3 separate regions of the Pan troglodytes genome follow, and all the other regions are linked to region 2. The links are chromatin contacts, called in public HiChIP or PLAC-seq maps. All regions are on one chromosome and are shown on one strand. The core of a region is the stretch at or near the end of the contact, and the rest is flanking DNA. Distances in the headings are between cores, read along the strand shown. Region 1 holds the start of ARRB2 (arrestin beta 2). Region 2 holds the start of C17H17orf107 (chromosome 17 C17orf107 homolog). Region 3 holds the start of MED11 (mediator complex subunit 11).

Region 1 (4,768 bases), core at 892-3,391, 180 kb before region 2:
TGACTTTAAGAATGAAGCCATGGACCCTCACAGCAAGTGTTAAAGTTCTTATAAGGCAGCATATCCGGAGTTTGTTCCTTCATGACGTTCAGATGTGTTCGGAGTTTCTTCCTTCTGGTGGGTTCGTGGTCTTGCTGGCTTAAGAGTGAAGCTGCAGACCTCTGTGGTGTTAACCCTCTTAAGGCCGTGTCTCCGAAGTTGTTCATTCTTCCTGGTGGGTTTGTGGTTTATGCTGACTTCAGGAGTGAACCTGCAGACCTCCACAGTGAGTGTTACAGCTCATAAAGGCAGTATGGACCCAAAGAGGAAGCAGCAGCAGCACCATTTAACTGCAAAAAGCAAAAGAACAAACGGTCTACCTTAACAGAAGAGTACCCAAAGGCATCGCCACTGCTAGCTCAGGCAGCCTGCTTTTATTCTCTAATCAGCCCCACCCACATCCTGCTGATTGGTTCATTTTACAGAGAGCTGATTGGTCCATTTTACAGAGAGCTGATTGGTCTGTTTTGGCAGGGTGCTGATTGGTGCATTTACAATCCCTGAGCTAGACACAAAAGTTCTCCAAGTCCCCACTAGATTAGCTAGATACAGAGTGTGGATTGGTGCATTCACAAACCCACAGCTAGACACAGGGTGCTGATTGGTGTGTTTACAAACCTTGAGCTAGATACAGAGTGCCGATTGGTGTATTTACAATCCCTTAGCTAGACATAAAGGTTCTCCAAGTCCCCACCAGACTCAGGAGCCCATTTGGCTTCACCCAGTGGATCCCGCTTGGGGGCCGCAAGTGGAGCTGCCTGCCAGTCCTGTGCCGTGTGCCTGCACTCCTCAGCCCTTGGGTGGTCGATGGGACTGTGTGCCTTGGAGCAGGGGGCGGTGCTCATCGGGGAGGCTCGGGCCGCACAGGAGCCCACGGAGGGGGAGGGGAGGCTCAGGCATGGCGGGCTGCAGGTCCCGAGCCCTGCCCCGAGGGAAGGCAGCTAAGGCCCAGCGAGAAATTGAGCACAGCAGCTGCTGGCCCAGGTGCTAAGCCCCTCACTGCCCGGGGCTGGCCGGCCACTCCGAGTGCGGGGCCGCCGAGCCCACGCCCACCCGGAACTCGCGCTGGCCCGCAAGCACCGCGCGCAACCCCGGTTCCCGCCCGCGCCTCTCCCTCCACACCTCCCCGCAAGCTGAGGGAACCGGCTCCGGCCTTGGACAGCCCAGAAAGGAACTCCCACAGTGCAGTGGAGGGCTGAAGGGCTCCTCAAGCGCGGCCAGAGTGGGTTCCAAGGCCGAGGAGGCGCCGAGAGCGAGTGAGGGCTGCCAGCACGCTGTCACCTCTCACCACTGCACTCCAGCCTCGGCGACAGAGTGAGACTGTCTCAAAAAAAAAAAAAAAAAAGAAAAAGAAAAAGAAAAAAAACTTCTGCGCATCCTTCAGAAAGACTGTCCTCATCCGTTCCCCGCTCTGGACAGCCTGCACTCCCTCCACCCCCGCCCGGGCCAATTGCTGTTAGCGGCTGTGTCTTCTGACTCAGACCTCTGTAATAGCATTCCTGGGTAATACCTGTGTATGTGTCTCCTCAACTATTCTAGGAAGGCAGGGGCCATGGTAATTCGTATGTGTCCCCATCGATTGGCATAGTGAATAGCATAACATAGGCACGGATGGATGGGTCCATAGATGGACCGATGGATGGGAGCGGGTGAGTGAGTGGATGTTAGCTGGGATGGGTGGGTGAAGGAGATGGATAGTCAGAGACATTGGAAAAGGGAACCCTGCGAAGATCAAATGCAAACACCAGGAGGAGCTGACACGCTGCAGTGAAGAAGCGGGAGGGCTGGCCACAGAAGGCGGTACGCTCCGAGTGGAGCAGGTGAGCGGCGCGCACTGAAGCAAGCATCACGCAATTGAACCGCTCACCCACGTGTTCCCCCCCACCATCCTCCTTCCCAGACGGCGCTTCAGCTCATTCCACAGCCCCCAGCAGCCCGGTCGCCCCCACCGCCACTGAGAAAGCAAACAAAGGGGAGGAGACCCCTGCAGGTTCTGGATGCCGAAGGCCAATCGAAAGACTTAGATCCCCTGGAAGGCGGGCGCCTTGGTTTAGGGGGGTCCAATCGGTTTCAAGGGGTTGCAGCGGGGCGGGGAGATGGGCGGGAGGAGCGGGAGCGGGCCCCGCGCGCGGGGGAGGGCTACCAGGCTGGGAAGGAGCGCGAAGGGCTGGGGGCGGAGCCAATGGCCCCGCGTGTCTGCTAGGAGAGGGCGGGCAGTGCCGCGGCGCGCGCGATCCGGCTGACGCATCTGGCCCCGGTTCCCCCAGACCAGAGCGGGGCCGGGAGGGAGGGGGAAGAGGCGAGAGCGCGGAGGGCGCGCGTGCGCATTGGCGCGGGGAGGAGCAGGGATCTTGGCAGCGGGCGAGGAGGCTGCGAGCGAGCCGCGAACCGAGCGGGCGGCGGGCGCGCGCACCATGGGGGAGAAACCCGGGACCAGGTAAGGGAGGTGGGGCCACGCGGCGGGGCATGGGCGGCGGCTCGGGGCGGGGGCTGGGACGGTCCCAGACGAGGGCGCAGCGGAGAGGATCTGGGGGCCGGACGCCTGGGTCCCTAGGGACAGCCATCCGGGGCCGCACGCGCAGGTCCTCGAGGATAATGAGGGTGGGGGGGAAATGCCCGGGCCCCTGCAGAAAGCGAGGCCTGAGGGGGATCAGAAAAACCGGTGTCGGGGTTCTCGCAGGGATGTGGGGCCAGACTACTGGGCTCTCCCGTGCAGGCTGCGATGCAGGGACGGAGGAAGGAGGAGCAGGTGGCTGGCCCCGAGGGGTCGTGTACGGGGAGGCTGGATGCCGGGAGGTGGGGGATCCACTCCAGACTCGCGCCAAGCCAATGGAAAGCCTCCTGTCCAATATCCCCCAGGTAGTCGCGCTGCCCACACCTGTCCCGAGGGCCGGGTGGCTCCTCACCCAAACTTCTACCTTCCCTTGGGTTGCCAGGAGCAACAGCTTCATCTTGGGGGAGCCGAGTGCGTGGCGACCCTCCCTGAAACTAGATCGTATCCCTCTCTCTGGGGGTGGGGGAGGCAGTATTCGCCCTGGGCGCGCGTCCACTCCCCGGATGTTTTCTGTGCAATCGAGGCTCTTTCCTTCCACTGATACCCCGAGTTCTCTTTTTTGGTCTCTAGCAAAATCCACTTCCTGTTGTGACTCAACACCCCCAAGGGGCAAGGGGTGGATGCCTGAGTCCCAGGGGAGCGGGAGCAAAAGACGAAAAGGTTGGGGCTGTAGGCCTCAACTCAGAGGGTATCAGGAATAGGGAATTGGTCCTGAGCTCTGGCTTGCTCTGCAAAACATCATATCAACCCCACTTCCAACCTATAGAGTATGAGAACCCGGGTTTCTGAGCATCAAGTGGACGAGCATCAGAAAGAGATCATCAGAGAGATGATCGGTCTCCTGGATCAGGGTTTAAACATCCCAGAGAAAGGGGAAGTTGCTGACTTGTGGGAGGCCCCTGATTTCCGTCATGTGGTTCAGGGAGTGGGACAGATGGACCAAAGGGGACTGCTAACTTGGCACAATTTCCCTCACCCCCATCAAATTCTGGGCCACAGGAAATGGAGCGAATAGCAGGAAGTGTGAAAGGACATCTGCTTCAGCTACCCCTGCTCCCACTGGGCACCTCCCTGGTCATCCCCACACTCTGCCTCCTTGGCCAGCCTAGTATATGCATGCTGCTCCTCCCCAGCCTGGCAGGAGGTGGCTGGGTTAGGATCCAAAGGGCAGGTGCCTTGCAGCTGCTCCAGGGCAATTGCCCCAGAACCACACTCCAGTTGGCCCACTGATTGTGGCTGTCACAGCCCTGTGCCAGGGCTCCTAATGGGAGGACACCCTGGGACAAAGAGGAAAACCAGAAGCAAAGGGGAGGGAGAGCCTGGATGATGCCACGGCACTCAGCTCCCAAGTTGGGATGAAAGATAGGGTGTTTATTCTAGCGGCTACCATATCGATGTGTATTCTCTTTTATTGGTTAGGAATACCTGGGGCCCTCCATACCCTTTGCCTTACAACCTTTGGACAGCTTGGCTTTCTGGGAAGAAGGGGCAAGTGAAGTTGTAGCAGAAACTGGGCCTATGGTAGAAGCCATTTAGGGCCAAAGGCCAGGGTCATTGCTCTCCTATATGCTCCAGCTGTCAGAGCTGGAGACCAGATGGAAAGATGGTTAGGTCTTACCCAGACACTGTGGTAACCTGCCCATTGGGGTCCTCTGGGAATGGGGTGGTAGACTTGGAGGAGGGATGGGCTAGTTGGCAGGAGTTCACGTTTCTGCTGTCTATCTGAGGATCCTTTCCAGGGATCACTGCTGAGGCAGAGTGGATTGGAAGGAGTAAGGTGGTGCTTCAAAGAACAGGCCCACAATTGGCCAGATCACTGGGGTTGCCAAACACTTCCTTACCCTCCCAGCAATGGGTGGAGTCCAGGCTTAAATTGTTTCAGCAACTGGAAAGCGAATAACCTTCAATTCAACAAACTATTTATGCCAACTGCAGAGACAGATAGTGTAATATTGATCGAGAGGATGGACTTGGAGCCAGACTGCCTTGGTTTCTATTAATTCCCACCATTTACTCCCTCTGTGACCTTGAAACACTTGACCTCTCTCTGCCTCAGTTTCCTCACCTGTAAAACAGAGATATTAGGAGCTCCATCACTGGGTGGTTTTATTTTATTTTATTTATTTATTTATTTATTTATTTATTTATTTTTTGAGACAAAGTCTTGCTCTGTCA
Region 2 (4,428 bases), core at 1,669-4,168:
ACCTGTTCCCCACAGCCTACATCTGCTCCAACCAGATAATGGGCTGGGGTGAGAAAGCCATTGAGATCCGCTCTGTGGAGACGGGCCACCTCGACGGGGTCTTCATGCACAAACGAGCTCAGAGGCTCAAGTTCCTGTGTGAGCGGAATGACAAGGTGGGAGGCTCCTTCCCTCTGAAAGCCCTGCTGTCCCGGCTGCCCTGACCCTAGGCCCCTGGGCAGAGTTCTGGGGAGAGGATGGTTGGTGGTGGTGGCTTCCTGAAAGCGGGCCCCTCTGGGAGCTCGGAGGGCAGTCAGCCACTACCGCTGCCCTGCGCTCCCTTCAGCTTCCGAGGACTTCCCAGCTGGCCCCCAGGGGGCGAGTGGTGCACCCTCTCCCCTAACATCCCAGCCTTTCCTCTGGGTGAGGGGCACTGTGAGTCTCCTCCTGCAGTCTCTGTGTCTCCCTCACCTCTTCTGCCACCCCTTCTTCCCTTCTCTCCCTCTCCCAGTTGACACCCCCCCCCCCCAACCCCAGCCCTTGGTGACTACTTCTCCTGCCCCACCCAGGTGTTTTTTGCCTCAGTCCGCTCTGGGGGCAGCAGCCAAGTTTACTTCATGACTCTGAACCGTAACTGCATCATGAACTGGTGACGGGGCCCTGGGCTGGGGCTGTCCCACACTGGACCCAGCTCTCCCCCTGCAGCCAGGCTTCCCGGGCCGCCCCTCTTTCCCCTCCCTGGGCTTTTGCTTTTACTGGTTTGATTTCACTGGAGCCTGCTGGGAACGTGACCTCTGACCCCTGATGCTTTCGTGATCACGTGACCATCCTCTTCCCCAACATGTCCTCTTCCCAAAACTGTGCCTGTCCCCAGCTTCTGGGGAGGGACACAGCTTCCCCTTCCCAGGAATTGAGCGGGCCTAGCCCCTCCCCCCTTTTCTCCATTTAAGAGGAGAGTGCTTGGGGCTTGAACCCCTTACCCCACTGCTGCTGACTGGGCAGGGCCCTGGACCCCTTTATTTGCACGTCAGGGGAGCCGGCTCCCCCCTTGAATGTACCAGACCCTGGGGGGGGTCACTGGGCCCTAGATTTTTGGGGGGTCACCAGCCACTCCAGGGGCAGGGACCATTTCTTCATTTTCTGAAAGCACTTTAATGATTCCCCTTCCCCCAAACTCCAGGGAATGGAGGGGGGACCCCGCCAGCCAAAACATTCCCCCCATTCCCGACCCCCATCTCCTCTTCTAGCCCATGCCCTTCCCCGGGGGAGGGAGGGAGCAGGGAGCCCTCACTCTCCACGCCCCTTGCTTGCATCTGTATATAGTGTGAGCAGCAAGTAACCCTCCTCCTCCCTCCCCCCCCCCACCCCTCCTCAATGTAGTGGCCTTGGATATCCTGTTTGTTAATAAAGACAATTCAACCAGCTCCCACCATGCAGGCCGCATGTCCTTGCTTTCTGTCAGTCCTGTAGACTAGGCAGAGAGAGCCTCCAGGGTGGGGAAGAAAGGGGCATGGTGGGCTGGGATCTGCAATGAGTGAGCCTCATGGGGTGGGATGGGCAGTGCTGGGCCAAGAAAACCTAGAAGAAATGACTGTGGAAGGGTCAGGGCCGCCTCAGCCTTAAACCTTTGGGCCTGAGGGCCACCAGCACTGAAGGTGTTTGGTTCCCACCCGCTCCAGCAGAGCCAGACCAGGGAAGAAGTGGGTTTCCTGGCTACAGCCTCCCTGTGTGCAAGTCCTGCAAAGGGGGCTCCTGTTTGGCTATGAGAGGAATATAGATAGATAGCCCACAAGCTGGCAGCCACCAGAGTCCCGTGGGGCTGAGCCTGAGAAAGGCTGGGAGGTCAGCAAGGCTGAATGAAGGGCAGTCCTTGCTTTCTGGAAGACGGCACCTGAGAGCCTTTGTGAACCGTTTCCTCCTGCTGACCCCTGGACTGCGGCCAGGCCTACACACGCCAGGGAGCGGGCACACACCATTCTTGTGAAGTTCACAAACTGCAGATTGATCAGCAGGGGGAAGGGATCATAATGCCGTGGTGGCGGCAGCCTACTTTTTCAAAATCAATTTCCTACTGGAGATGGGTGGGAAATTGAAGTCGGTGCGCGCTAAGGCTGGATACACGGCGCGTAGGGGAGATCAGGCACTCGGTTGAAGTAGGCCCCGAGGAAGATGAGGCTGGAGCCCACGCTGAAAAGCACCAGAGCGGCCCAGAAGCAGATGTTGTCAAGGGCATTCCCCATGCGCACCCAGTCGGACACTTCCTGGGGAAGGGTCGGCACAGTCAGTAAAGAGGCAGCTGCAGGAGCCAGCGGCATGGGAGACAGTGGTGGGCCTCTGCCGCGCTCCACCCGCCTCTGGCTCCTGTCCCACCTCGCCGGTGGCCTCCTGATCTCTCGTGCTCTCAGCCACGAAGTTCACGGCATCCACACAGCAGCGGACCTCGGGGGCGGCGGCGCCCAGGCTCTGGCAGAAGGCAGCTGGCGGGGAAAACACCGGGGTGGGCCTTAGGAGCCTCCCCCGTGGCAGGCACCCCACGCGGCCCCCCGGGCCACTGTGCTCACCCGTCCAGGTCCCGTGCCGGTGCCTCTGCCCCTCAAACACGAGCTCACTCCGTGGCTTTTTCAGTATCAGCTCCTCCGCGCGGAGCAATAAGCCCACCGACGACGCCCGCCTTGGGGGCGAGGCGGCCCGGGGGGCCTCGGGGGGCGGCGGGGAGCCCAGGAGGCGCGGCAGCAGCTCCAGGAGAACCTGGGGCAGGGGCGGGGCTTAGGGGACGGGGTTAGTACGAAGCCCCACCCCCACCCGGGCTGCACCGCCCCCTCCGCGCTTACGTGGCGCAGCCGCGGGGACATGGCGTGGGTGGTGGGCGTCCGCAGGGACACGTTGAGCACGATGACGCAATTCATGACAATGAGCGTGGAGACCACCATGACGAAAATAAGGAACCTGAGGAGCCCGGAAGGCATGACATCACCGTTCCTCCTCCCAGCTACCAAAGGCGCCGCGCGCTGACCTCACAAACACGGCTTCTCCTGGTACGGGCTGGTTACGCCCTCCAGCTGCGCCCCCTACACGACGACAGACGCGTCCCCCAGCCCTTCTCCTGTCCTACCACTTGTGGCGGCCATGAAGGGGACCCCCAGCTCCCTGGACACCCTGATGTGGATCTACCACTTCCACAGCTCCACCGAGGTGAGGCTACGCCCGCCAAGGGCTGCACCTCGAGACCTTCTGGGTAGGTCTCCTGTTCGCCCCTGTGACCCCTGCCCTGCTACTCTACTGCTCTGCTCCTTCTCCAGGTGGCCCTCCAGCCGCCGCTTCTGTCTTCCCTGGAACTCTCCGTGGCCGCAGCCCATGAATATCTGGAGCAGAGGTTCAGAGAGCTGAAGTCCCTGGAGCCACCGGAACCGAAGATGCAGGGGATGCTGCCTGCCCCGAAGCCCACCCTGGGGCTGGTGTTAAGAGAAGCCACAGCCAGCCTCGTGAGCTTCGGCACCACCTTGTTAGAGGTGGGGTACTGGGGGGCTTAGGATACGCGGCGATCGGGCAGCGGGAACAAGGACCTCTGCCTCCCCGCTAACCCCTGTGCCCCCAATGCAGATCTCAGCCCTGTGGCTGCAGCAGAAGGCACGGCGACTAGACGGCAGCGCGGGCCCAGCCCCAGACGGCAGGGATCCGGGTGCAGCGCTGAGCCGGGTAGCCCAGGCCGCAGGGCAGGGGGCTCGGCAAGCTGGGGCTGCGGTGGGCGCCAGCGCTCGGTTCCTAGTCCAGGGAGCGTGGCTATGCCTGTGTGGACGGGGTCTGCAGGGGTCTGCAGGGGTCTGCCTCATTCCTGCGACAGTGGCAACAGCAGCTAGGCCTCGGAATCCCCGGAGAACCGGTGAGCTCAGGACACGGAGTGAGTTAGGGGCCAGAGGCGGCGGGGCTAGGGAGGCACTGAGCCGGACTGTCCCCCAACAGAGCTACTCAGGTGACGTCCAGCAGCAGTGAGGAGGACGGCGGACTAGGGACTCCATCCCCGTACCAGCCCCACCCAGCGTCCGAATAAAGCCCAGGGCGGGGCGAGACAGCCAGAGCTTTTCCCGGGGTCTCTGGGTTTTGGCCACGCCCCCACCCGACAACCTCCCCGGCCCCGCCCTTCACACTGGCCACACCCCCGCGGGGGCTCTGCCTTCACCTGCCCAGGAGCGGCACGCTCAGAGACGTCTCTGGGATTTTCTGGGCAATGAGGAACAAGAAGACGGTCTGGGCGAGCAGGACGTTGATGGAGACCGTGCATTTCTGGCCGCCGGCTGGAGGGAGAGCCAGTGAGAGCGGGCCCCGCCTCCGCGGGAGCGAGCCCGGGTTTGGGGGTAGGTTCGGGGCCACTGCTTACCCTGCGCCGGCAGGAAGTAGGCGAGCAGCACCAGGCCCGAGATGAGCACACAGGGCACGATGATGTTAATGACG
Region 3 (4,398 bases), core at 1,719-4,218, 160 kb before region 2:
CACTTACCAAATTCCCCAGAGAAGAGTCTTCCAGTCTCTTACCTGGAAAGTATAAGCTTGTTGCTGGAGTTCTGGAAACTACCACTCACTATATAAACTTTCGTTTTTGTTTTTGTTTTTTTTTTTTTGATACAGGGTCTCACTCTGTCACCCAGGCTGGAGAGCAGAGGCGTGATGAGGACTCCCTGCAGTCTCAACTCCCAGGCTCAAGCAATCCTCCCACCTCAGGGCCCTCCAAGTAGCTGAGGCTATTTTTATACTTTTTGTAGAGTTAGGGTCCCACTATGTTGCCCAGGCTGGTCTCAAACTTGTGGGCTCAAGTGATCCTCCTGCCTTGGCCTCCAAAAGTGCTAGAATTACAGGCATGAGCCAACTCACCTGGCCCTAAACTTTCACTTAATCTCTGTTTTTCTTTTTTGGAGACTGAGTCTCACTCTGTCACCCAGGCTGGAGTGCAGTGGCACAACCTCGGCTCACTGCAACCTCCTCAGCCTCCCAAGTAGCTGGGATTACAGGCACCCGCCACCACGCCTGGCTCATTTTTTGTATTTTTAGTAGAGACGGGGTTTCACCCTGTTGCCCAGGCTGGTCTCGAACTTCTGCCCTCAGGTGATCCACCCGCCTAGGCCTCCCAAAGTGCTGGGAATACAAGCGTGAGCCACCGCGGCCGGCTTAATCTCTGTTTTCAATGCAGTACCCTTGCCCTCAACTGTACTCAGGTGCTCTCTAAGCTAAAAAACCCGTTTTCCATTTCCAACAAACTCCAGTATTCTGATGGGTTGGGGGAGATCGGTTGCCAAGATATATAGAGTCAATAAAGAGATCTGGAGGTCTAACTTCAAATAATCCTCCTAATTTTAGTACCACTTTCACCCCAGCTGTAAGTGATGCTACTAATTTCATGGTAAATCAGGTTGCTTGTAAGCTTTCTTTGCTGCTGGCTTAGTTACCACCTCACTGCAAAATGAGTCTGTTTTCCAGCATCTGTCTCAAGTTTTGCTATTAACTCCTCTCCCTTTGACTCCTTTTTAAAACAACTTTAGGCCAGGCACAGCACGCTCACACCTGAAATCCTGGCACTTTGGGAGGCCAAGGCAGGAGGATCCTTTGAGTCCAGGAGTTCAAGACCAGCATAGGCAACACAATGAGACCCTGTCTCTACAAAAAAAATTAAAAATTAGCCAGATATGGTAGCACACATCTATGGTCCTAACTCTTCAGAAGGCTGAAGTGAGAGGATCACTTGAGCATGGGAGTTTAAGGCTGCAGTGAGCCATGACTGAGCCACTGCATTCCAGCCTGGGCAGCAGAGTGAGACCTTGTCTCAAAAAATAAAATTTTTTTTAAAAAGCAACTTTCTGTTATTTTATTAGCATTTAGGGAAGGATTAAGTCAAATGCCAGACCCATCAAGTTTTTTGTTTTTTGAGACAGGGTCGCGTTCTGTTACCCAGGCTGGAGTGCAGTGGCACAATCCATGGCTCACTGCAGCCTCGACCTCTCAGGCTCAAGAAATCCTCCTATCTCAGCCTCCCAAGAAGCTGGGAATACAGGCATCAGCCACCAAGACTGGCTATTTTTTTTAATTTTTAATTTATACTTTTTAAAAAATTATTTGAATTTATTTATTTATTAGAGACGGAGTTTCACTCTTGTAGCCCCAGCTGGAGTGCAACAGCGCAATCTCAGCTCACCGCAATCTCCGCCTCCCAGGTTCAAGTGATTCTCCTGCCTTAGCCTCCTGGGTAGCTGGGATTACAGGCATGCGCCACCATGCCCAGCTAATTCTGTATTTTTAGTAGAGACGGGGTTTCTCCATGTTGGTCAGGCTGGTCTCGAACTCCTGACCTCAGGTGATCCACCCGCCTCGGCCTCCCAAAGTGCTGGGATTACAGGTGTGAGCCACCACACCCAGCCTTTATTTTTTAAATATAGGAGACGGGGTCTCACTATATTGCCCAGGCTGGTCTCGAAGTCCTTAGTTCAAGTGATCCTCCCACCTCAGCATCCCAAAGAGCTGAAATTACAGGAGTGAGCCACCATGCCCAGCCCCCAAATTTTTTTATAAAGACAGTATCTCACTATGTTCCCCAGGCTAGACCATTCAGTTTAACTGAGTCTAACCTTCATTTGCTAACCTTGGGCAAACTAGTTTCATTCTTGATAATCCACTATAAACTGTTACAAGCGATCTTTCCAAAAAAGGTAATTCTGGTCATAACACACTTCTTAAAAACCCTTTAAAGGCTCAAATGTCTTCAGACTCAAGTCCAAAGTACATAGCTTGCAAGCCTTTTCCTGATTCCGCTCCTCTCTCCAGCCTCACCATTGTCATACCTAACCCCCACCACACTCCGTTCACTCCAGGCAGGCAGAATCCCTTGCTGGACTCCACATGCGCTGTTCCCGTCACAGCACCATGCTCTTGCCTATGCCGTCCCCCTTTTCCACTACAAGCTCTCATCCACGTAGTTCACCTTTAAGATTCAGCTCACGCCTGTAATCCCAGCACTTTGGGAGGCCGAAGCGGGTGGATCGCTTGAGGTCGAGTTCGAGACCAGCCTGGCCAACATGGTGAAACCCTGTCTCTACTAAAAATACAAAAATTAGCCGGGCGTGGTGGCGGGCGCCTATAATCTCAGGCACCCGGGAAGCTGAAGCAGGAGAATCGCTTGAACCTGGGAGGTGGAGGTTGCAGGGAGGGAGATCTTGCGACTGCACTCCAACCTGGACGACAGAGTAAGACTGTCTCATAAATAAATAAACTTGTGTAGAATAAACTAGAGGCCACAGACAGTGTCAAGAAGATGGACAGGCCTGAATGGCCTCGGGCTAGGGGATATTCCACTGTCGCCTCTGACTACGGGTGGTCCTGTGGCTGAGGCGCAGCAGGCCCTGGGAGTTGTAGTTCATCAAGCGGAACGAGGAGGCGAGGCTGCGCTGAGCATCCTGGGAATCGTAGTGCTCGCTACGCGGTGCTCTCTGCGCAGGCGCACACCGAGAGCCACTTCCGGAACAAGCGTCGCGTTTCTGAGGAGACACTCTTGGTGAGAAATCCCAAAGTGATAATGGCTACCTACAGCCTGGCGAACGAGAGACTACGCGCTCTGGAAGACATTGAACGGGAAATCGGCGCCATCCTTCAGAATGCAGGTTCGGGATGCGACAACCCGGACAGCGGGGAGCGAAAGCGTGACCGGGCTGCACCGGCAGGCTGACCTGGGACTTGGAGCAGGGTTGGGAAGGGAATCCTACCTCCGTGCGCAGCGAAAGGGCGGGACTGAGAGGGGCTGGCCTAGGGCGAGGCTACACTGGCAGTCTCCGTGTGTCCCCGCCCTCTCTCCGCCCTGGCAGGTACTGTGATCCTAGAATTGTCCAAGGAAAAAACTAACGAGCGGCTCCTAGACCGGCAGGCGGCGGCCTTCACCGCTTCAGTGCAACACGTGGAGGCGGAGCTGTCAGCTCAGATCCGCTACCTCACCCAGGTCGGTGTGTCTGGGGGGTTCTGCGAGCGAACCCCAGCTCTGGGTCAAAGCCTCAGGCTTGGGTGATCCCGGGTGGAGCATTAACTGGGCAGGACCAGACCTCCCCAGCCGGCCATCCAGAGCGGGTTTCTTCCTCTAAAAGGAAAGAATGGGCCGGGCGCAGTGGCTTGACAGAGTTCGAGACCAGCCTGGCCAACACGGTGAAACCTCGTCTCTACTAAAAATATAAAAATTAGGCCAGGCGCGGTGGCTCACTCCTGTAATCCCAGCACTTTGGGAGGCTGAGGCGGGTGGATCATCTGAGGTCAGGAGTTCGAGACCAGCCTGGCCAACATGGTGAAACTCCATCTCTACTAAAAATACAAAAATTAGCTGGGCTGGTAGCGGGCACCTGTAATCCCAGCTACTTGGAAGGGTGAGGCAGGAGAGTCGCTTGAACCCAGGAGGTGGAGGTTGCAGTGAGCCAAGATTGCAGCACTGCACTCCAGCCTGGGTGACAAAGCAAGACTGTCTCCAAAAAAAAAAAAAAAAAAAAAAAAAAAAGCCGGGCTTGGTGGTGAGTACCGGTAATCCCAGCTACTTGGAAGGCTGAGGCAGGAGAATCGCTTGAACCCAGGAGGCGGAGGTTGTTGTACTTAGCCGAGATCATGCCATTGCACTCCAGCCTGGGTAACAGAGCAAAAACTCTGTCTCAAAAAATAATAAATAATAAAATGAAAGAATTAAAGGTGGCCCTGCATACCTCACTGGGTAACATCACATGTGCCTAGCAGAAGATGTGTAACTAATGCTAGAACTACAGAACTTTGTCACTGGAAACTTGGCCTGACCTCCAGGCCACGAGGTCCCAAATCCTTATATCCTGAGAAGAGGGACAGGATTGAGAAGGTTCTGAAATCGTCGCAGGGACCACT

The links. HiChIP or PLAC-seq counts read pairs in DNA pulled down with a chosen protein or histone mark.
Region 1: an H3K4me3 HiChIP or PLAC-seq map of stem cell-derived excitatory neurons shows a contact between it and region 2, with 11 times the contacts expected there. The contact joins the promoter of ARRB2 here to the promoter of C17H17orf107 in region 2. A contact is called at or near these places in 1 of 7 Hi-C or Micro-C datasets (blood) and 1 of 1 datasets of contacts at active chromatin or transcription factors (stem cell-derived excitatory neurons).
Region 3: a contact with region 2 is called in an H3K4me3 HiChIP or PLAC-seq map of stem cell-derived excitatory neurons, with 15 times the contacts expected there. The contact joins the promoter of MED11 here to the promoter of C17H17orf107 in region 2. A contact is called at or near these places in 3 of 7 Hi-C or Micro-C datasets (induced pluripotent stem cells and stem cell-derived neural progenitor cells) and 1 of 1 datasets of contacts at active chromatin or transcription factors (stem cell-derived excitatory neurons).

What each region holds. Positions count from the first base shown.
Region 1 is chr19:15,232,522-15,237,289 of NHGRI_mPanTro3-v2.0_pri, forward strand. It overlaps ARRB2 (arrestin beta 2), which reads left to right and starts at 2,142. Exons shown (of 15, transcript XM_009431656.4): 1 at 2,142-2,476. The coding sequence starts at 2,454.
Region 2 is chr19:15,411,719-15,416,146 of NHGRI_mPanTro3-v2.0_pri, forward strand. It overlaps C17H17orf107 (chromosome 17 C17orf107 homolog), which reads left to right and starts at 2,919. Exons shown (of 4, transcript XM_003315324.7): 1 at 2,919-3,171; 2 at 3,279-3,488; 3 at 3,580-3,774; 4 at 3,776-4,059. The coding sequence starts at 3,106. The coding sequence ends at 3,886. It overlaps CHRNE (cholinergic receptor nicotinic epsilon subunit), which reads right to left. Exons shown (of 12, transcript XM_016931303.3): 7 at 4,355-4,428; 8 at 4,157-4,271; 9 at 2,811-2,925; 10 at 2,541-2,727; 11 at 2,350-2,456; 12 at 2,005-2,240. The coding sequence ends at 2,085. It overlaps MINK1 (misshapen like kinase 1), which reads left to right. Exons shown (of 32, transcript XM_016931299.4): 31 at 16-155; 32 at 549-1,408. The coding sequence ends at 632.
Region 3 is chr19:15,252,387-15,256,784 of NHGRI_mPanTro3-v2.0_pri, forward strand. MED11 (mediator complex subunit 11) reads left to right here and starts at 2,969. Exons shown (of 3, transcript XM_016931279.3): 1 at 2,969-3,152; 2 at 3,354-3,484. The coding sequence starts at 3,068.